Linked DNA regions of Oryctolagus cuniculus: region 2 is linked to region 1. A link is a contact called in public Micro-C data. All regions are on one chromosome and are shown on one strand. The core of a region is the stretch at or near the end of the contact, and the rest is flanking DNA. Distances in the headings are between cores, read along the strand shown.

Region 1 (6,742 bases), core at 435-2,934:
TCTGGCATTGTGAGCATTTACGCAGTAAATCACTGGCTAGGAGCCCGCCCCCACCCTTGACTCTCGAAATAAATGTTTTTTTTTTTTTTTTTTTCCCCAAAAAAGATCAACTTATTTGAAAGGCAGAGTAAGAGAGAATTGAGAGTTGAGCTTCCATCTGCTGGTTCACTCCCAAAATGACTCTAACATTTGCATCTGGGCCAGGCTGAAGACAGGAGCTGTAAACTCCATCTAGTCTCCTACAGGGGTGGCAGGGACTCAATACTTTATTTCTTTTCTTTCTCAATACTTTAATTATCTTCTGCTTCCCTTGTATATCCAAATGGCCGCGATGGCGAGGGTCGGGCCAAGTTGACACTAGGGACCTGGAACTCCATCCTGGTCTCCCACATGGGTGGCAGAGGCCCAAGTATTTGGACCATCTTCCTCCGAGTTTCCAGGCACGTTAGCAGGGAGCTGGACTGGAAGTGGAGCAGCCGGGACCCGAACCCACTGTGCCACAGTGTTGTTTCCTAGATCAACACATAATTTTTTAAATTTGTGTTTGAGTCAGAGGAAGACTTGGTCTACTTCACTTCCTCAATGCCCCACAGCTGGGGCTGGGCCACGCCCACAGTCTGCCATGGGGGTTGCCAGGGATCTAAATGCTTGAGTCATCAGCTGCTACCTCCCAGGGTGCAGGAAGCCAGGATGAGGAGGATTCAAACCCAGGCACCCTAATGCTGGGTCCAAGTTCTAGCTTCTGATTGTGAACAGTGTTTGCTGAGTGAATGACAGCAGCCACGAGCGCTTGGCAGGGTAACTCTTGACAGTACCCGGCAGGCAGGAGGCAGAGGACGGCCTCTGGGCCCCAGGTTTGGACTCTGCAGCCTTTGGGACGTGGGCAAGTGTTTTCAGAGATGAAGCCAGTGGTAGTGTTCCAGCGTTGACAGCTGGTCCGTCTTATATTTTGAGCTGCCTTATCGAGCTCACCGTGCAGGAGCTGTTAACTGGCACCACAATGGGTGTGAACTCTAAGAGCCCGCGGGACTCTTTGCAAGTTTTAGCTTCCTCTTGTGCTGGGCACCTGGAGGAGCTCAAAAGTCAACTTGCGTCATTCTACGATCTGACCGCACCGTTCTTCGCATGTATGTAAGTTTACCCTAAAGTGTCTCATGTTAGAACAAAAACATCATGGGTAAAGCTGCCCCCTGCAGAACCGGCATCCCATATGGGCGCTGGTTCACCTCCAAGTTGCTTCACCTCTGATCCAGCTCTCTGCTGTGGCCTGGGAAAGCAGTGGAAGATGGCCCAAGTCCTTCGGCCCCTGCACCCACGTGGGAAACCCGGAAGAAGCACCTGGCTCCTGGCTTCGGATTGACAAAGCTCTGGCCATCTGGAAAGTGAACCAGCATATGGAAGACCTCTCTCTGCCTCTCAAATAAATAAATCTCTAAAGTAACCGGCAGCAAGCAAACAGGAGCTTCAAAGGCACAGGTGCAGGTCCGAGTCAGGGGGGTGACCGCCGCCCCAACCCCCCCAACCCCCGAGCACGCAGTCGCCCAGTCTGCTAACCAAAAACAAAACAAAACAAAACACCAAAAACCCGCCCGCCAGCCGAGCGACCGCGGTTCCCGACCGCGCACCGCCCACCCCGCGGCTTGGCGGGCCCAAGATGGCGGCGCGGCGCGTCACGTGAGACGCGATGACGCAGGACGGCGGCCGGCACGGAGCCCCGCCCCGGCTTCGCCCCCCACGCACTTCCACCCTCCGCGGCGCCCCTCCCGCTCCCGCCCCCGGCCCGGAGTCGAGATCATGCCGCCCGTGGCGGCCCCGAGTGCCGCGGACACTGTCGCCTAGGACTGCGGGGCCGTTCAGCGACACCGCGTCTCCCCGCCCCGCCTGGCCCTCGAGGAGGGAGAGAGAGAGAGAGGAGGGGGTGGGGAAGTGGGCAGTGAACTCGGCTCCATCTGGGAGGGGTGTGTGTGTGGGGGGAGTGGAAGTTCCCGCCCCGGACTGCGGCGAGGCGGCAGCCACAGGTAAGCGGGGGGCGGGGGTGGGGCCTCGGCGCCCCCCGGCCCCGGGCGGCGGGGTGGCGCGGGCGGAGACGCCGGGCGGGCGGGGGGTCGCGCGCGGGCGGCGGCGGGGGGGAGGGGCGCGGCGGAAGGGGGTGGGGCTGCCCGTCGTCCTGTCCCCCCTCACCCCCGGCCCAGTGCGCTTCCGGTCCCCTCAGCCGCCCGTCCCCTCTCCTCGGCTGCCCTAAACCGAAATAAAAGCCGCAGGCTTGCCCGCGGCCGGCTGGGACAGCCTGGCCTTGGCCTTGACCTCCGCCGTTACCTCGGAGCTGCTGTGGGGAAGGGGTGTGGGGGGGGGGGTCCCGGAGGGCTGGGGGCGACCCTTCGGGCGGCCGAGGCCCCCGGCGGCCCCGGCTTTGGTTTCGCAGCGCGGAGCGTTGGCGTTCGCACGCCTCAGCCGCTTCCATCGCCTCACGCGTTTGAACTGGGAGGCTGTTAGCGTGTCTGGTGGCGCGAGCTGTGCGAGAGCGTGGGGCTAAGAATAGTCGAGAAGGAGAGGGGGAGCGAGCGCGCCCCGGAAGGCTTCCCAGGCTATTTTCAGCCTCTCCGTCGGGCCGTCCTCACCTGGGATCGAGAGGAAGGACGGGTCCGGGGCGCGAAGGGCCCCGTGACCCTCAGAAACACGCGTGCGTGCGGCTCCCGTGCCGGCTGTCCGCCCCTCCCTGGCGGACAGGTCCTCGAGAGCCTGCGCTCGCGTCCGGGTCTGGGGTCCCGGCGCGGAGCGTGCGTGATGCCCCCCGCGCATGGGTCGGCGCAGTGCCGCGGCGTGGCCGGCAGGCGGCGCTCCCCGGCACACAGGCCTTGCCCCCCAACCCCATCACGCTCCTTATTTATGTTGAATTTCCAACTGCAGCGCAGGATGTGGCTGTCTCTGCAGGTTTTCCCGTGCCTGCGTCGCCCCGTTTCTGAAAGCCAGGGGAAGTCCTGCTTTGATCCTTGCCGCATCCCTTTTGTCTTTCACTCCCTCTATGTTTCCGGTATTGAGGCAGAAAACCAGGCCGCTTGCAATACTGGGACAGGTGCCATGGGGTGAACGGGTTGTCGTTGCTGGGGTTATACAGCCCCAAGGCTGTTGACCAGGCTGGGGAAGTTTGGGGAAATAGTTCAGAAGCAGGCCAGGTGAAGAAGAGGCAGCGTAGGGTTTCTGGCAGAGGGAAAAGCCTTTCTGGCGTCCAGGTGGGCGCACCGGAGAGATGAAAGAGATCCTGACCGATAGGAGCAGCTCTGCGGGAGACAGTCCCGGTGAGGCGCTGAAGAGCCCTTTGTGGAGAGGGAGACGACGGGGTCATTGTTACTTCATTCATTGATAGCACTCTGGGTCTCCTGGGCGCCGCGCACTCGCCGCGTTCCCAGCATTCCCGTGATACAGGCTCTGTACCCCCGGGGGCCTGCAGCATTCCATCAGGCAGCCTCATTAGAAATGTGTGCAGGCCGCAGGGACAGCGTTAGGGAAAGAGGGACCTGGATCGGAGAGAAAGCTCAATCTGAGGCTTTTCCTGGAAGAGGGACCATGTGGAAGGGAAAAAACAGGACTTTGGAGTAAACCAGTTCTGGCCTCAGGTCTCCCATTCATGTCTTAAAGTGAGAGCCACACTACCTGCCAATTTCTTTGAGGCTCAATTTATACATTGCTAGACTAGGAATCAGGAGATGACATTAAAAAGCTTAGTTTACTGCCTAGGTTATAATGTTTCTTTCTGGCCATTTGCTTTAGAAAGCTTTTATTTAATGAATAAAAATTACATAGGTACAGCTTTTGGAATATAGCGATTCTTCCCCCCCCCATACCCGCCCTCCTACCCGTACTCCCATCCCACCTCCTACTCCCTCTCCCATCCCAGTAATTTTAATTATCTTTATATACATAAGATCAACTCTATACTGAGTAAAGATTTCAACGGTCTGCACCCACACAGACACACAAAGTATAAAGTGCTGTTTGAAGACTAGTTGTACCATTAATTCACATAGTACAACTCATTAAGGACAGAGGTCCTACATGGGGAGCAAGTGCACAGTGACTCCCGTTGTTGATTTAACAATTGACACTCTTATTTATGACGTCAGTGATCACCCGAGGCTCTTGTCGTGAGCTGCCAAGGCTATGGAAGCCTTGCCATTTTTTTTTTTTTAAAGATGTTCCGCCTTCCCTTTCATTGTCTATACGAGCAAGATCACAGCCTGCCTGCATTTCTGATCTCCAGTTCATTCCCATTGTTGGCACTTCCCCCTTGGGATTTGATTGTGCCCCACTTACACATGCTGCCTAGGGCTTTATTTTTTATAGAAAACACACACAAAATTTATTTATTTTTATTTCTTTCTTTATTTCACAGAGTTAGTGAGAGAGAGAGAGAGAGAGAAAGGTCTTCCTTTTCCGTTGGTTCACCCCCCAAATGGCCGCTATGGCCGGAGCTGTGCCGATTCGAAGCCAGGAGCCAGGAGCTTCTCCTGGTCTCCCATGCGGATGCAGGGCCCAAGTAGTTGGGCCATCCTTCATTGCCTTCCCCGGCCATAGCAGAGAGCTGTACTGGAAGAGGCGCAACAGGAACTAGAACCTGGCGCCCATGTGGGATGCTGGCACTGCAGGCAGAGAATTAACCAAGTGAGCCATGGTGCCGGCCCCAACAAAATTTATTATATTAAACCTTTTTTTTTTTTTTTAATATTATTTACTTGAAAGAGTTACAGAGAGGCAGAAAGAGAGACAGAGGTCTTCCATCCGCTGGTTCACTCCCTAAATGGCTGCAACAGCTGGAGCTGTGCCGATCCAAAGCTGGGAGCCAGGAGCTTCTTCCGGGTCTCCCACGCAGATGCAGGGGCCCAAGGACTTGGGCCATCTTCTACTGCTTTCTCAGGCCATAGCAGAGAGCTGGGTCAGAAGTGGAGCAGCCGGAAGGCAAATCGGTGCCCATATGGGATACCGGCACAGCAGGCAGTGGCTTTACCACAGTGCTGGCCCCTAAACACTTTTTTTTCTTAGAGATTTATTTTTTTATTTGAAAGGCAGAGTTACAGAGACAGAAGAGGATTCCGTCCACTGGTTCGCTCACCAAATGGCCACGACGGCCAGAGCTGGGCTGATCTGAAGCCAGGTACCAGGAGCTTCTTCCGGATTTCCCAACTGGGTACAGGAGACCCAAGTAGTTGGGCCATCTTCTGCTGCTTTCCTAAGGCCATTACCAGAGAGCTGGATCGAAAGAGAAGCAGCCAGGACTGGAGTAGTAAACACTTTTTAAAGAGGATTTATTTATTTGAGAGAGAGATCGATCTGCCATCTGCTTGTTCGCTCCCTAGATAGTCCCAACAGTCTGGAATGAGCCTAGCTGAAGCCAGGAGCTTCTTCCAGGTCTCCCACATGGATAGCAGGTATCCAAGAACTTGGGCCATCCTCTACTGCTTTCCAGGCCATTAGCAGGAGCTGGAGCAGAAGTTGAGCAGCCTGGACTCAAACTGGCACCCATATGGGATGCTGACACTGCAGGCTGAGGCTTACCCTCTCTGCCCAGGCACCGGCCCTAGTAATGATCTTTTTAAAAATTCCTGTTGCTGGGGCTGACGCTGTGGTATTGTAGGTTAAGCCTTCACCTGCGGTGCTGGCATCCCAAATGGGTGCCAGTTCGAGTCCAATGTGCTCAATTTCTGCTCCAGCTCCCTGATAATGGCCTGGGAAAAGTAGTGGGAGATGGCCCAAATGCTGGGGCCCCTGCACCGATGTGGGAGACCTGGAAGAAGCTCCTGGCTCCTGGATTGGCGTAGCTCTGGCCATTGAGGCCATTTGAGGAGTGAACCAGCGGATGGAAGACCTTTCTTGTCTCTCCCTCTCTATAACTGTGTCTCTCAAGTAAATAAATATATATTTTTTTAATTCCTATTTTCTCATGTTTTCCTGATAGCTAGAAACCTCTCTCTCTCTCTCTCTTTTTTAAATATTTATTTTATTATTTGAAAGACAAAGTTACAGAGAGAGGCTCAGAGAGAGAGAGGTTTTCCAACCGCTGGTTCACTCCCCAGATGGCCACAACAGCTGGAGCTGCACTGATCCGAAGGCAGGAGCCAGGAACTTCTTCCAGGTCTCCCACGTGGGTGTAGGGGCCCAAGGATTTGGGCCATCTTCTACTGCATTCCCAGGCCACATCAGAGAGCTGGATTGGAAGAGGAGCAGCCGGGACTCTGCTACTTCCTGTCACCCATATGGGATGCCGACGCTTCAGGCCAGGGCTTTAATCTGCTGCGCCACAGTGCCAGCCCTTAGAATTCTCCCTTTTTTAAAAGTTATTTTTGTTTATTGGAAAAGTAGAGTGACACAGAGAGGGGGAGAGACAGATTTTTTTTTTAAAAAAGATTTATTTATAGAGTTTTTTTTTTAAAGATTTATTTATTTCAGACCAGAATTAGGGAGAGACAGAGATCTTCCATCTGCCGCTGGTTTACTCCCCAGATGGTTGCAACAGCCTGCACTGGGACAAGTCAGGAGCTAGGAGTTTCTCCTGGGTTTTCCACATGGGTGGCAGGGGCCCCAGCATTTGGACCATCTCCCACTACTTTTCTCAGGCCATTAGCAGGGAGCTAGCTGGATGGGAAGTGGATCAGCCAGAACATGAATTGGCTCCCATATGGGATGTTGGCGTTACAGACAGCAATTTTACTTGCTATACCACAGAGTTGGCACAAAGAGAGCGAGCGAG
Region 2 (6,043 bases), core at 1,140-3,639, 240 kb before region 1:
GGTATGAGACCCAGATGGATTTACTGTTGAATTTAATCAATTAAACCAAAGAGGAAGTTATACCAATTAATCTATAATTTATTTCAGAAAATAAAAGCAGAGGGAGTACTTCTAAGCTCATCCTATGAGACCAGCATCAGCCTAATTCTAAAACCAAAGACATTATAAGAAGACTGCAGATCAACTTTTCTCATCAACATAGGTGTACAAATCCTCAACAAAATATTAGCAAATCAAATCAACAGGTGCCGACGCTGTGGCATAGTGGGTAAAGCTGCCGCCTGTGGTGCTGGCATCCCATATGGGCACTGGTTCGAGTCCTGGCTGCTCCACTTCCAATCCAGCTCTCTGCTAGGGCCTGGGAAAGCAGTGGAAGATGGCCCAAGTCCTTGGGCCCCTGCACCCACATGGGAGACCCGGAGGAAGCTTCTGGCTCCTGGCTTCGGATCGGCACAGCTCCAGCCATTGTGGCCAAATGGGGAGTGAACCAGTGGACAGAAGACTTCTCTCTCTCTTTCTCTCTTCCTCTCCTTCTCTCTCTCTGTAACTCTTTCAAATAAATATTTTTTAAAAAGGAAAAGAATAACACAAAAAATATTATACTCAGTACACATAACTGAATCAAAGAGTTTAAGAAGAGGGGCTGGCACTGTGGCTCAACAGGTTAAACCACTGCTGTGACACTGACATCTCAAATCGGAGCACTGGTTTGAGTTCTGACTGCTCCACTTTATGTCTGTCTCCCTATTACTGTGCCCAGGGGAAGCCAGCAGAAGGTGGCCCAAGTACTTGGGTCCCTGCCACCAATGTGGGAGACTTAGAAGGAGATCTAGGCTCTGGCTTGGATCTGGCCCAGCCCCTGCCATTGAAGCCATTTTGGGAATGAAACATTGGAAAGAAGATCTCTCTCTCTGTCTCCCTGCCTTTCAAACAAATAAATAAATATTTGTTTTGAAAAGAATCGTAGAGGCTGCCTGGCCCTCTAACACCTGGCCTTGGTAAGTCACACAGTGTCACTCTGCCACATTCCAGGGGTCAAAGCACTCACAAGTTCCTCCACGGTTAGGGGAGAACTGCTGGAAGCAGCATCAGTGAATCTGTAGCCTTTTCTTTCATTTAGAGAGATTTATTTATTTATTTGAAAGGCAGAGTTACAGAGAGGCAGAGGCAGAGAGAAGAGAGAGGTCTTCCTTCCGCTGGTTCACTCCCCAACTGGCCACAACGGCCAGAACTGCGTCGATCCCAAGCCAGGAGCCAGGAGCTTCTTCCAGGTCTCCCAGATGGGTGCAGGGTCCAAGGACTTGGGCCATCTTCTACTGCTTTCCCAGGCCACAGCAGAGAGCTGGATCGGAAGTGGAACAGCCAGGACTCGAAGTGGCACCCATATAGGAAGCTGGCACTGCATCCTAGGTGGCGGCTTTACCCACTATGCCACAGCACCAGCTGCAGCCCTTTAACAAAATGCCTGAGTCCTCGTGTAAACCAGAGGTCACAGATATACAAGTTCTCACAGATTTCCCAACAAGGTGCAGGGAACAAATTTCAAAGACTACTAATCAACCAGCTGTGATAGTGTACCCTTTTTTCAAATTGAAGTTCTTTCTTCAACTTTTTTTAATAAAAATAATTTTATTTGAAAGTCAGAGAGAGAGAGAGAGAGAGAGAGAGAGAGATGAACTCCCATCTGCTGGTTAAGTCCTCAAATGCCCCAAAACAGAAAGGGCTGGGCCAGGCCAAAGCCAGGAGCCAGGAAATCAATCCAGGCCTCCTTCCTGGATGGCACAGACCCAAGTCCTTGCGCCTTCGATGGTTACCTCCTCCCTTCTTGCTCATTGGCAGGAAGCAGGAATTGGAAACACAGCCCGGTCTTGGATCCAGGCACTTGATTATGGGATGTGAGCCTCTCAGCTACTAGCCCACGTGCCTGCCCCAGCTGGTTTATTTTTTAGTTTTCCTTCCAGTCCGTGAATGAAATAAACTATTATTTAGAAATTCCTAATGAATAGGGTTGAGGCCTGGTCTCTGTCTGGATCAGTATTGGAAGGAAATGAAAACACCAGAATCTTCCAGACTGTGGGGAGGAGGGGAGTCAAACATCTTCATGACAAAAACTTGCAATACTATGAAAGAATGTGACTGACAGCTCAAAGCTTCTGGCCGCTGGGAGCCTTCTCTCGCGATTTCGTAGCAGGCAGACACTCCACGTCCACGCTGCGCTAAATCCAAGCATCCACCAGCGAACCTGTTTCGCTAAAGGAGAACCCGGGATGGATGGCCGCCTCGAGCGCGCCATTTCCAGAGATGCCCAGCAGAGGGCGCCTTGAGCCCGCCCGTCCGCGGCCGAGTCGGGCTGCGGAAGAGGCGCGTGCTCCGGCGGGGGGGCGGGGCTGCCACGCTCACGTGACCCTTGCTCATGGCGGCGGCGCTGGCGGCAGCGCTGGCGGCGCTCGGCGGCCGGAGCCGGATCCTGTAAGCCGGGTGTGGGCCCGCGTCAGTCCGTCCCTCCTTTCGGCCTCCTCCTCTCTTCGTCTTCCGGAGTGTGTGCGGCTGGCGGAGCCGGGATGGCGGAGCGAGGCCTGGAGCCGTCGCCGGCCGCGGTGGCCGCGCTGCCGCCTGAAGTGCGGGCGCAGCTGGCGGAGCTGGAGCTGGAGCTCTCGGAGGGTAGGAGCCTGGGGCCCGGGGTCGGGGTCCCTGCGGGGCGCGGGCGCGCGCGGCGGGCGTCGGGGCGGTGCGGCGAGGGGCGCGCGGGGGCAGGAAATGTGGGCAGGCCCTCGGCGGCCGTCCTCGCCGCTCTCTGCCCCCGGCCCCGGGCCGAGCGCGTTCCCGGGGATTGGGGGGGGTGGGATTCATTGTTTTCCCTGGGAGGGGGCCGAGCAGGGCCGGGGTGGGGTGGGGGTCCCCCAGCGTCCCTGCCGAGACAAAGCTGCGCCCGGACGCCTGGGCAGGGCGGGCGCGAGCAGGGTCCTGACAGCTCGCCCCTCGCCTCTGCCTTTGCTGGAGGCCCCGCGCCCGGGTTGCAGCCCCCGGCCCGGCTTCAGAGAGGACGACAGACCCCGGGGGAAATCCGCAGCGGCGTTTCTTCCTCGTGCTGACAATGCGGGGTGCACCGTGGAGGGTCCTGGGGAGCCTGAGCCCTTAACCCCGGGGAGCCCCCCAGCCGGGGGCCGTGTCGGGACCACCTTTGTCGTTAGGGCTGCTCTCCCCGTGCGTGCGGTGTTGGGGCTGGCTTTTCCTTGGCTGATTCCCTTTCGGAGTCGAATCCTGGCCGCCAGCCGGTGTTCTCTCGACAATGGATGGGTCCAGGGAAGACTGATTGATTGAGTGAAATTTTTTTTTTAAAGATGGAGTAAGTCAGGCCACGGGTGTCTGAAGTCCCCCCGGACAACAATGACACCCAGCGCTCTGTGGTGGGCAGTTGTGATCGCTTCTCTGTCAAGTTCCCGTTTCTATCACGGCCTTGCCTCTCAGACAAAAGCGCCCCCCCCACCCCGCCCCAAGCTTGAGATCAACACTTTCGTGGCTTCCCCGGAGTTGTGTATTATTCTTGCCGAGTTCCTGTTCAGAGGCCCTCTCCAGTAGCATTTTTCAACGGGATTGAAAGCTGTTGATTGGAAAAGCGTGTATGTGACAGGGTCCCAGGGGGCGTTCTGACTTTTTTTTGTTTTCTTATCGAGGTATTTGGGGCCCCCCCACCCCCTTCCAGAATCCCTCACAATGAAAAGTCAGTATGAGATTTCTGTGTTGTAGGTCCGGTCATGCGTTGGAGGAAATCATTATTTTAAAGAAGTCTTTTAGGTTTTCCCACTGTATGGGAGGTGCTGTGTTCACCTTCACTTAATTACCAACATAGTGTTCAATTAATCAGTTGGGAAGTGTTTAGGAAGATAAGGATCCTTCGGGGCTTGTCTGTCTAGTTACACCTTGGCTTGAAAAATTCGCCAGGCACACCCAGTCGCATTCAAGTAATGGCTGAGCCTTAGTTAAGATGTAAATTTCTTTAAGGTCCCCCCCCCCCCAAATTGAGGGGTGTTTGCATTCCCTTCAGCCCTGCCTCTTGAGATTCATCACTCTGTTGGCCAGAGCCTTGTCATTAAATCTGATGATTTCCATTCAGATTGGACCTTCAAAAGTATTTTGTTAACAGATCAGTTAGCTTTGATTAGCCCGAAAGAGAGTTTTGCCCGGACGTTTGGGGCGGAGTGAGGTTGAAGTAGGAGTTGATTGCTTCTCCGCGCTGAGGGGAATCCTGCAGACTCCTTCCAGCTGGTTATTGTTTACTGCAGCTCTGGGTCTTTCTAGACTCTCGGGGGGACTGCTTCTAGGACCCACGAGTGATTTGCTCACCTCCCTCTCTTCAGAGGTGTGATGCTCGCTGAAACTGCGACTGCCAGGGGCTTAAACGTTTTAAGGACAAGCGCACGGTTGGTTTTCCAGTGTAGGATTGTTTTGGTTGGCATCTGACTTAGTTTGAATTTGCTTCTTACAGACTTATGCTGTGTTACCCAGTGTTTCATCTCTTAGCAATGGATAACACTGGGGAAAGTACAGTGGAAACCCTTGGGCCTGCAGTGTCAGCGTGATGGCCATGTCTGTCTGTCTGTCTGTGTTGCCTAAAGCACAGAGGTGGTTGACTGTAGAGCAGGTTGGCGTCATTAGGAATTCACATGCAGTTCACCCAGCAGCCCCAAATCTGTGGTGTTATTTGTGATGACTGGTGGCATATTTTGAACTTAACCTTTGTTTGTTTTAGATTTGCTCTACAGTGCCTGCTCTGACAAAAGTACTTTGCTTTAAAAAAAAAAAAAAGGTTCTTTTAACTCTTGTGTGCATCACACATTGCTGGCGGTGGTGCCTTCATTTCTCTGTGTTCGTCTTTTGAGGCTCAGGCTTGCGGCCGATCATCGCCGTGGACGGGGTCTGAGCCGGTTGCTGGTGGAGCCTCCTTTGTGCCTACCTGTATTTTCAGCTGCAGGCTTTACTCATAGATCAGGCAGCCCTGCTGGCTGACTGCAGGTCTGTGCCTCCTGTGGGCTGCTTGCCGCAGAGTGCACGCAGAGACCGTGATGTGTCTGGTGCTTCAGGCAGGTCACCGTGCACTTGGTAGTTGAAGCCTCTCGCTTCTGCGCGCAAAAGACCCGTGGAAAACTGTCTGGAGAATCCCTGAGGGATTGAATTTACATAGAATTGGGAATTCTTCTGTAGATGAATCACATAAATCATTTTTCTGTAGATGAGTCAGATAATAATGGATGAGTCAAAGTTTTTAAAACATTTATTTATTTGAAAGATGAAGTTACAGAGAAGGAGACGCAGAGAGAGAGAGAGAGAGAGAGAGAGGTCTTCTGTCTGCGGGTTCACTCCCCAAATGGCTGCAATGGCCAAGGCTGGGCCAGGTGGAGCCCAGGAGCCTGGAGCTTCTTCTCGGTCTCCCACGTGGTGCAGGGCCCCAGCACTTGGGCCATCTTCCACTGCTTTCTCAGGTGCCTTAGCAGGGAGCTGGATTGGAAGCGAAGCAGTTTGAACTATGGGATGCCGGCCTTCAGAGTAGGTTTTTATAAGTATTCTAATGATAGAAATTTTTTTCATGGCCCACATGTATTATTATATATTTGATAGTGAGCTCTGTTGTCTGAACTTTACTCATACCAACTAATTTTTCCTCTTAAGGAGAAGCTACCAGACAGGTGTAAATCACAATTCCAGATAGTTCTGTTGAACCTCTCTCTGCTCTTTTCAGATCTTTGAGCCGTCACGTAGGCATTTAGTTCGGTGGATGTTCTGGGCCTGCCGTATGCAAGGGTTAAAGATGTGAGCAGCAGACTGCAAGCTCTCAGGGAGCCCTGATTCTAGTTAAGGAAATCACTTACAGATACAACAAAGCAGCACGTGAGACTGATGGTTACGCGCCTTCAGAGAAAAGAGGAAGCCGTGTGCCTTGCCGTTGTACAAGAGACAGCAGAGTCCTAAATGTGAGATGGATTCTGTAGCTGGCAGTGAGGGCTGTGGTGTAGCCGGTGCCGTCTGGACTTTGGTGCAATGGAAG

The links. A called contact is a pair of places that touch in the nucleus more often than the background predicts.
Region 2: a contact with region 1 is called in a Micro-C map of ear pinna, with 3 times the contacts expected there. The contact joins the promoter of DIP2B here to the promoter of ATF1 in region 1. A contact is called at or near these places in 2 of 6 Hi-C or Micro-C datasets (ear pinna and an unstated tissue).

What each region holds. Positions count from the first base shown.
Region 1 is chr11:53,856,217-53,862,958 of mOryCun1.1, reverse strand. ATF1 (activating transcription factor 1) reads left to right here and starts at 1,684. Exons shown (of 7, transcript XM_070052228.1): 1 at 1,684-2,018.
Region 2 is chr11:54,096,151-54,102,193 of mOryCun1.1, reverse strand. DIP2B (disco interacting protein 2 homolog B) reads left to right here and starts at 2,389. Exons shown (of 38, transcript XM_070052227.1): 1 at 2,389-2,661. The coding sequence starts at 2,562.